Linked DNA regions of Anser cygnoides: region 2 is linked to region 1. The links are chromatin contacts, called in public Hi-C maps. All regions are on one chromosome and are shown on one strand. Each heading gives the region's core, a stretch centred on a gene start, on an enhancer-like site or on the middle of the called end of the contact. The rest is flanking DNA. Distances are from core to core; before and after follow the strand shown. Region 1 holds the start of PLCXD1 (phosphatidylinositol specific phospholipase C X domain containing 1). Region 2 overlaps JADE3 (jade family PHD finger 3).

What was found. A called contact is a pair of places that touch in the nucleus more often than the background predicts.
Region 2: a Hi-C map of liver shows a contact between it and region 1, with 2.8 times the contacts expected there. The contact joins the enhancer-like site here to the promoter of PLCXD1 in region 1. A contact is called at or near these places in 2 of 7 Hi-C or Micro-C datasets (both in liver).

The regions. Positions count from the first base shown.
Region 1 is chr1:139,544,108-139,547,482 of Taihu_goose_T2T_genome, reverse strand. It overlaps PLCXD1 (phosphatidylinositol specific phospholipase C X domain containing 1), which reads left to right and starts at 1,486. Exons shown (of 7, transcript XM_048051174.2): 1 at 1,486-2,283. The coding sequence starts at 2,204.
Region 2 is chr1:139,592,675-139,596,049 of Taihu_goose_T2T_genome, reverse strand. It overlaps JADE3 (jade family PHD finger 3), which reads left to right. Exons shown (of 11, transcript XM_066983254.1): 11 at 1-2,383. Among named protein-coding and RNA genes, the nearest start is that of PLCXD1, 48 kb to the right of the region's middle. Within about 2 kb of position 1,484, at least 1 of the 3 cell types and tissues checked has open chromatin away from gene starts, as enhancers often do. A contact at or near this core is called in liver, where this site is marked.

The sequences.
Region 1 (3,375 bases), core at 237-2,736:
ATTCCTGCTGCCTGGTACTAGGTCACCAAAGGCACCTCATTGACAGACATGGGGATCAGGAGTCAGCACAGCAGCCCCAGAAGCAAACGCAGGGAACCAGAAACCAACTCCAGGCACATCTGGGACATATTTTTTCTCTAGGGCACAGACCTGCAGGGTGGCTGTAGTGCCGACCACCTTCCCAGGCCCTTCTTATTGCGCAGGGTGATCTCCCTGGTGTTGCAGGCTGTCTCCTCACTGTTTGCCCTGCTCTCAGGCGTCATCACAGCTGCAGCCGTCAGATATGCAGCCTTCTCTCTGAAATGTTAGGCTGCCTGTTTGTTCCCAAAGACAGAAATTAGGTGAGGGTTGAGGGGACTTATCAGTCAGTCAGGGCAGGAACAAACACACATTGCCAGGGTGTTGCAAATGTCCCCAGAACAAGCAAACACCTCAAATCCAGGGAATTCAGCTAAGGTTGTTTACCAGCTGCGTGGCATTTCTGCATGTTATGGAGTAAAGAAGTGGTGGTGTGCAATGTCTGGAAAAAAAAATGGTGAGGGAAGAAAAAAATCTCTCGCAACATCCCAGATATTGCCAGCATTCAATAAACCTCCGAAGGCTTGAAGTCCTCCGAGAAGATGATTGATTTCTCTCAGACTGAGTGCAGTTTATCTTATTTTGGGCAGCCAGGCCTGTTTAAATGTATGAAGTCCAGTTTAAGCCTCTCTGACTGGTGTCGCTCTGACTAATAAACCAGAAATATTTCACTCTGATCCACAGCTATAAATCAGGCCTGTGTTTCCATCAAGATGCAATGCTGAAGCTTCTGTATCTATGTGTTTTGATTCTCATAAATGTAACCAGCTTTAAACCTTTTTATTACCAAATGCTTCAAAAGCTCCTTCTGGGTAAGAAGTTCTTCTGTGTCCAATATCTTTGAACTCCACTATCCATCTTTTTAATGTAGACATTTATTTTGCAGGCATGGTGAGAAATCTTGGGCTCCCCCACCTCCCCCCCCGATCTTGAGATCTGCTATCATTACTTTTGCAAATATTGCTATAGGTTATCCTTTCCTTGACCCTTCCTTGGGAGACATGCTTATTCAGGGCTTAATCGCTTGCTGATTAATTTCCCGTCATTCCTCCTTTTACTGGCTTCCTAAATCCCCCCTAGAGAGATTGTGACCTAGGGACTAAACCAGGAGCAACTGTCTTGCTATCTCCAGTAATTCCAGAGCAGCTGAAGAAGAACTGAGACCCAAACCTGGGTCCTGAGGTCCCAGGACCTGAGGTCCCAGGACCTGAAGTCCTGTTATAATGCCTCCAGGATAAAATATTTTGGTATTTCAGTTCCATGGTTTTTTTTTTTTTTTGGTTTGGTTTGGTTTGGTTTGTTTTTTGATCTTCCTGTTGTTCGTCTCAAATTAACACAAAAACAACTTGTAATTCTTCCTCTCTACAGCCATATTTCCCAATTAGCCCTGACAACTTCACACACGATGGTTCTCCTGAAACTGTTCTCAGCCACTTTCTGTCATGCCTATGGAACCCCCCCCAGCCTATAAACAGCATCTCCTCTTTATTACCTTCTCTTTTGCTCAACTTCACCCCTCCGGGCATTTTGTCCTTTTGGTTCCTACCTTTACAACCTGCTCCATGTCTATCTTATATCTCCTGAAAATTTTGGGATAATTTAGAGGAGTGTTGATCTATAAACAGCAGTCTGAAACGTGGCACAACCATGGAGGCTCAGCAGCCCTGCTGTCCTGGGACTGCCAAGGGAAGAGGCTCGGCAGCTGGATGTTAACCAGCTCTGCCCGCTGCCACTCCTCCAAGTTTCGCTCTGTGCAAGAACACGGTTCTTCCTTTTTGCTCTGCAAAACTGAGATAGTGAAGAAGGGGTATCTGGAAGATACGCCCTTGCGTGAAGAGGCACGACGTGGTAGCAGCCTGAGTTTTCCCCTCGTCCTGGCCGCGGTGTGATCGCGGAGTCCCACTGCAGATGACCCACTAGGAATGCTGCCCTGCGGGGGGAAGAGAAGCCCTGTGGGCACCCTGCTTCCGAAACCGCACCGGGGGTTTGCGTGTTTGCCTCTGTAGGGCACTCCCTCCCTGCTTTACCGCCTGCCTGCTTCCACAGGAAAGCTCGTCGAGGACCTTGCCTGGATTTCTGCAGGGAGCCGTCATAAATACGGGTGAATTTCCAAATTTCCACACGGATGCGAGCCTGGCAAGATGAGGAAAAGAAACTGAAGGACGGAAACTCTGTGAGAAAGGGGCGAAGCAGCAGACACCTAAGGTACCACTGGTATATTTATAAGAGTTTTTATTTTTTTTGGGGTTTTAACGCGGCCGGAGGCCCGCCACTCCCCCCCCGCTGCTCCCTTCCACCCCCAGCCGGCCGCGGGCTCCTCCCGCCCCTCAGCCACCTGCCCGGGGCCTGCCCCGGCCCCAGCCCCGGCCCCGGCCCCGGCCTCGGCCCCGCCCGGCCCCGGCTGCGCCCGCGGCCGTGCCGGGGAGCCCGGGCAGGCCCGGGGGAGCGGGATGGCGGCGGTGCCGCCGCTGTGAGGAGGTGAGGGGGCGCGGGGGGAGCCGCCCGCCCTGCTGCGGGCCGGGGGCACGGCTGCCGGCAGGGGCAGCGCTGACACGCCGCGGGGAGCGCTGCTCGGGGAGCGTTCCGCTTTTCGGGGTTTTTACGTTATTATTAATTTTCATTCCCCTCGCCCTTCTGCTCGGAAGCTCGCTCCGCGCTGGCGCGGTTGGCGGGGTTCGCGTTGTCTCCCGGACTTGCCGTGGCGGCAGTTCCCTTCTGGGCGGGCTGCCGCTGAGGTTGGGGTTTTGTCAGGGCGGTGGTCGCTGGCACCCCGGGCGGTTTCCGTTCCTGAGGGCTCGTTTTGTTTAAAATGTCATTATTCTGCGCTGAGGCTGCCCGGGGTCGGGTGGGAAAGCAGGCACCGGCTCTGTGGGAGCAGGGGTAGTTAGGGCAGCGCCGTGTGGCACTGCCGTCAGGCTGGAAGGTGGGAATGAAGGCATGGAAAGGGGAAGTAAACTTTGAGATTTACTGAGGTGGTAGCTAACGGTTGCGATTTCATTCCTGCAGGCTAGCCGTGGTTTCTCCCTGAAGGACATGCCGCCTCTCTGACACAAGGTAGGAGCCGAGCGTGGGGTGAGCACCGAGGGGCTGTGCTGTGCAGGGGCTCAGGCCAGAGCCCGGTGTGATTGCTTTTGTGTGGGACTTGATGGGCAGGACCACAGCACGGCTTGGTCTCGCCGTTTCTGTCACTGCTGGCTTCCCCAGGCCCAGCAGGATGCTCCTCATGGAGCGTCCCGGTCCCACCAGGGTCAGGGCAGCGACTGCTCCAGCTGAGAGGTCACTGGCTGGCCCCTGTGA
Region 2 (3,375 bases), core at 235-2,734, 49 kb before region 1:
GCAATGGGAGTCGTTTTGTTCAACTGTGAATTGGCTTGCAGCCTTCGCGAGGCTAACCGAGTTACTGCAGAGTCGCGTAGAAATGGACGGGGTTTATTAGAGGTTAACATCTGGGGAAGCGTGAGGCGGTTGGGCCTGGCGTAAATTCAGGAAACTGCTTCCTCCTTGCCAGCGTGCGTGCGAGGCAAGGTGCTCACGCTATGTCAGCCGTGTGGCGCTGGACAGGTAATAGAGGAGTCCTTGCATTGCTCGAGCGCGCTGCAGGGGGCTGCAGACGGAGACGCTAAAACCGCGTCCTTACAGCACCTGCCGCGTGGCGTTGATCCAGCAAGGCACTTGGGGACGCGCGAGAAAGCTGAGCGCATGAAAAACCCTGCTGCTTTCCCTCGGGTGGCCCAGCCCGTGCCCAAGCGCTCTGCTGGATCAGGCCCAAAGCGACTACTAGGCGACGGCCCCTTCCGCGCGGGGCCTCGAACGGCGGTGGCGTTTGCGGGCTCCTCGCGGAGGGTGGAAGCCGGCGTCGCTGGCGCTGCCAAACTCACTGACCTCTAGACGTGCCCCCGGTCCCTGCTCTTGCTGAAGGTCGTGTTTCTCTTCGCAATTATTTGCTTATTTTGTAAATATACAACTTCTAGTACTTCATTTTTTTTAATCTCTGTACATAGTTGCTTGTTGTGGGATGCACTTGTAAATATTTTACCCAGCTAACAAGTACAGATGGCTAATTTTGTGGATAGTGTTTACAAAAGTAGATGTACTACTTCAAAGAAAAATGCTATTTGACACTTACATTTAGGCAATCACCGGTGATGCCAGGTTCCTCTTGAAACTGAAATTTCACATCCGGAGGTGTTTGTACCTGGTGTTTTTAAAATTAGATGAATTAGAAATAATTTTGCCTGAATTTTTTATTTAGGCACGAATTTTCAACCCTAGCTGCCTCAATGTGGGCTTAGGAGCCTCACTTCTGGCATCTAGGCCTGTGAAATTTTAGCCAGTCATCATTTGGAGTATGTTTTTTTTATTGCTGAAAATTTATGGTTACGTTAAGCTGCTTTTCAACCTCTGGATCAGTTGCTGTTTCCCAAACTAAAACTTTTTTTTTAACGTGCTTTAAAATCAGTTGTTAACCAGCGTTTAAACTTCAACCTCTGTTGAGGAAGCGAGAAGGGAGGGGAAACCCTTTTCGGTTTGTTTATTTCGTCTGGGATTTCTGCTTGAATGCGGACAAATTTCTTGTGTTCTAGACCGTGTTGTGTTGATCAACAGAGTAACTGCACTTTTCCTCTCTGAAATGCCGTACGTTCCATAAATCCGCAGCATCCTCTGTCCCCAGTCACCGGCTGAGCTGGGACATGGGCTGCGTAGGGCATCCCGCACGCCTCTGTTCAGATGGGGGCTCATTTTCCCTACAAATGAAAGGTCAGCACCCAGTGTGACGATGACTATGCAGAAGCCAAACAGCATGTTTTTCTTCTCCATTATCTTAATTTACTGCTTTTAGTTTGGGAAATAACAACGCTTTTAGATTTGGTTTAAGCTTTGAAATCTCCCTCGTTGCAATAGGACTAGCAAGTCAGGGGCTGGAGGGCTTTAATGAAATAAAAACACGAAACGGCATCCTTAGCAATCCTGCTCTATTTGCTTCATGCAGTTTCTTTTTTTTTTTTCTCCCCACTTCTTGATTTTATGTATATTTGTGTAATTTGTCTTTCTAGAGCTGTATCTTCAAAATTATTTCTTTTGGTGTAAATATGCAGTAGCATTTTAGGTTTCCACATATTTTATTTTAATGGGAAATGCTTTGTGTTCTAAGCCATGGGTCACTCAGAATAAGTAAACAAATGTTTGTTCATTTGTATTCCAGTTCTGACTCTCTTAGTTTTCCTTCGATATTTATTAGTAATCCTCTTACTGGTCACAAAATTTTATGAAGCTTGCGTTGGGAACACTTACGTGGGAGGCTGGCAAAGCGTTCATGCCATTTTGTGGCCAGAAGCATATGGCGGAGGGGAGGAAAATGGTGCTTCAGCAAAACTCAGCATTTCTGCTCTTCTGGGGTTATTAATTCAGTTGTTTCCCGCCTGGGCAATGGTTTTGCTAATTTTTACATGATTTTAATAGATATATGAAGGAGCCCTTGGTTACGTAGTTCTCAAGTATTGTCCCCAAAGTGCATTTGCTAGTTTTTATTGTGTGTTCGGTGGCTAACTGTTTGAAGTATTACCTCTTAACCTTATTTGTCATTTTTTTTTGTGTTTTTGCATTTTGTTTTATATATATAAATATATATATATTCAATTTTCCAAGATGGACTCGGTCTTTTTCAGATGTCCCCTTTTTACAAGTACTTTTTCATTAAATTATGAAACTGCTAACAGTATTTTCATTTGTTGTGATTTATTCAGGGCTTTACCCTCCGTGTCTGGGAGGCTGTTAAACTAATGGGTCTAACAGCAGTGCTGTGTCCATCAGGAGTGAATTATTTCTGCAGAGCTGGCAATACTTTAAGTTGAAATGTCAAGGAAAACCTTTCCCCTTCAGCCTCCCCGAAGAAGAGTCAGTGAGCACCGATTTGCTGTGTTTAGCAAATGGTCCGAGCCTGGCTTTTGTTTCTGCCTAGCCCAGCAAATGTAACAGACCATTTGCTGCGCTGCTCTCACTTTCTAATATATTTGCTCGTGTTGTAGCACGACAGTCTGTCCCTGGTTGTACAAACCAAGCTGTAGAGGGGGAGCTGCAGCCTGGCCTTCCGCCTCACCCTGCTTCTCATACACCAGCACGTGTGCACGGCCGACATTGACACTGCCGAGTAAAGGAGGGTTCAGGACAAGCACGTTCCTGGGTTTGATGGTTGGTGGTGTTTTTTCACGACCTGTTGCTGTAGTTCCCCTTGCTCCCACAGGCCGGTGCTGTGATATACCGTGCTGCTGCCTGCCCGGGAGCTGGGGAGGAAGCAAAAGAAGGCAGCAAAAGCAAGGATGGAGAGTGAGGAGCGGGTGGAGCTGCACAACCCTGCTGATAACATCCATCCTGCTCTGGCCAGCCGCCCTCAGGAGGGCTAGGGCGTTGTGATGCACGTGTGGGGCTGAGTGAAACAGGGCGGCAAGTCCTTGGCTGGAAAGAAAACCAGAGGGAAAGGGCACTAAAGGAGCATATGGAAGAGAGGGGGTTAAAAAACCAGCATGAGGAAGAAGCCGTAAGTGATGGATTGCCAGCTGTTTTTCAGGACCAGGATTTCTCCTTCCCTAAAATCTCCTTTCAGTGACTGTGACTGGTGGTCTCCCATCTCCTTTGAGAGCAGTCTGCTTGTGCCTGGGATGTGGGAAAAAGACGGAGCCAAGGAAGTAAATCTGTACCCCTGTTTGTTTCCTT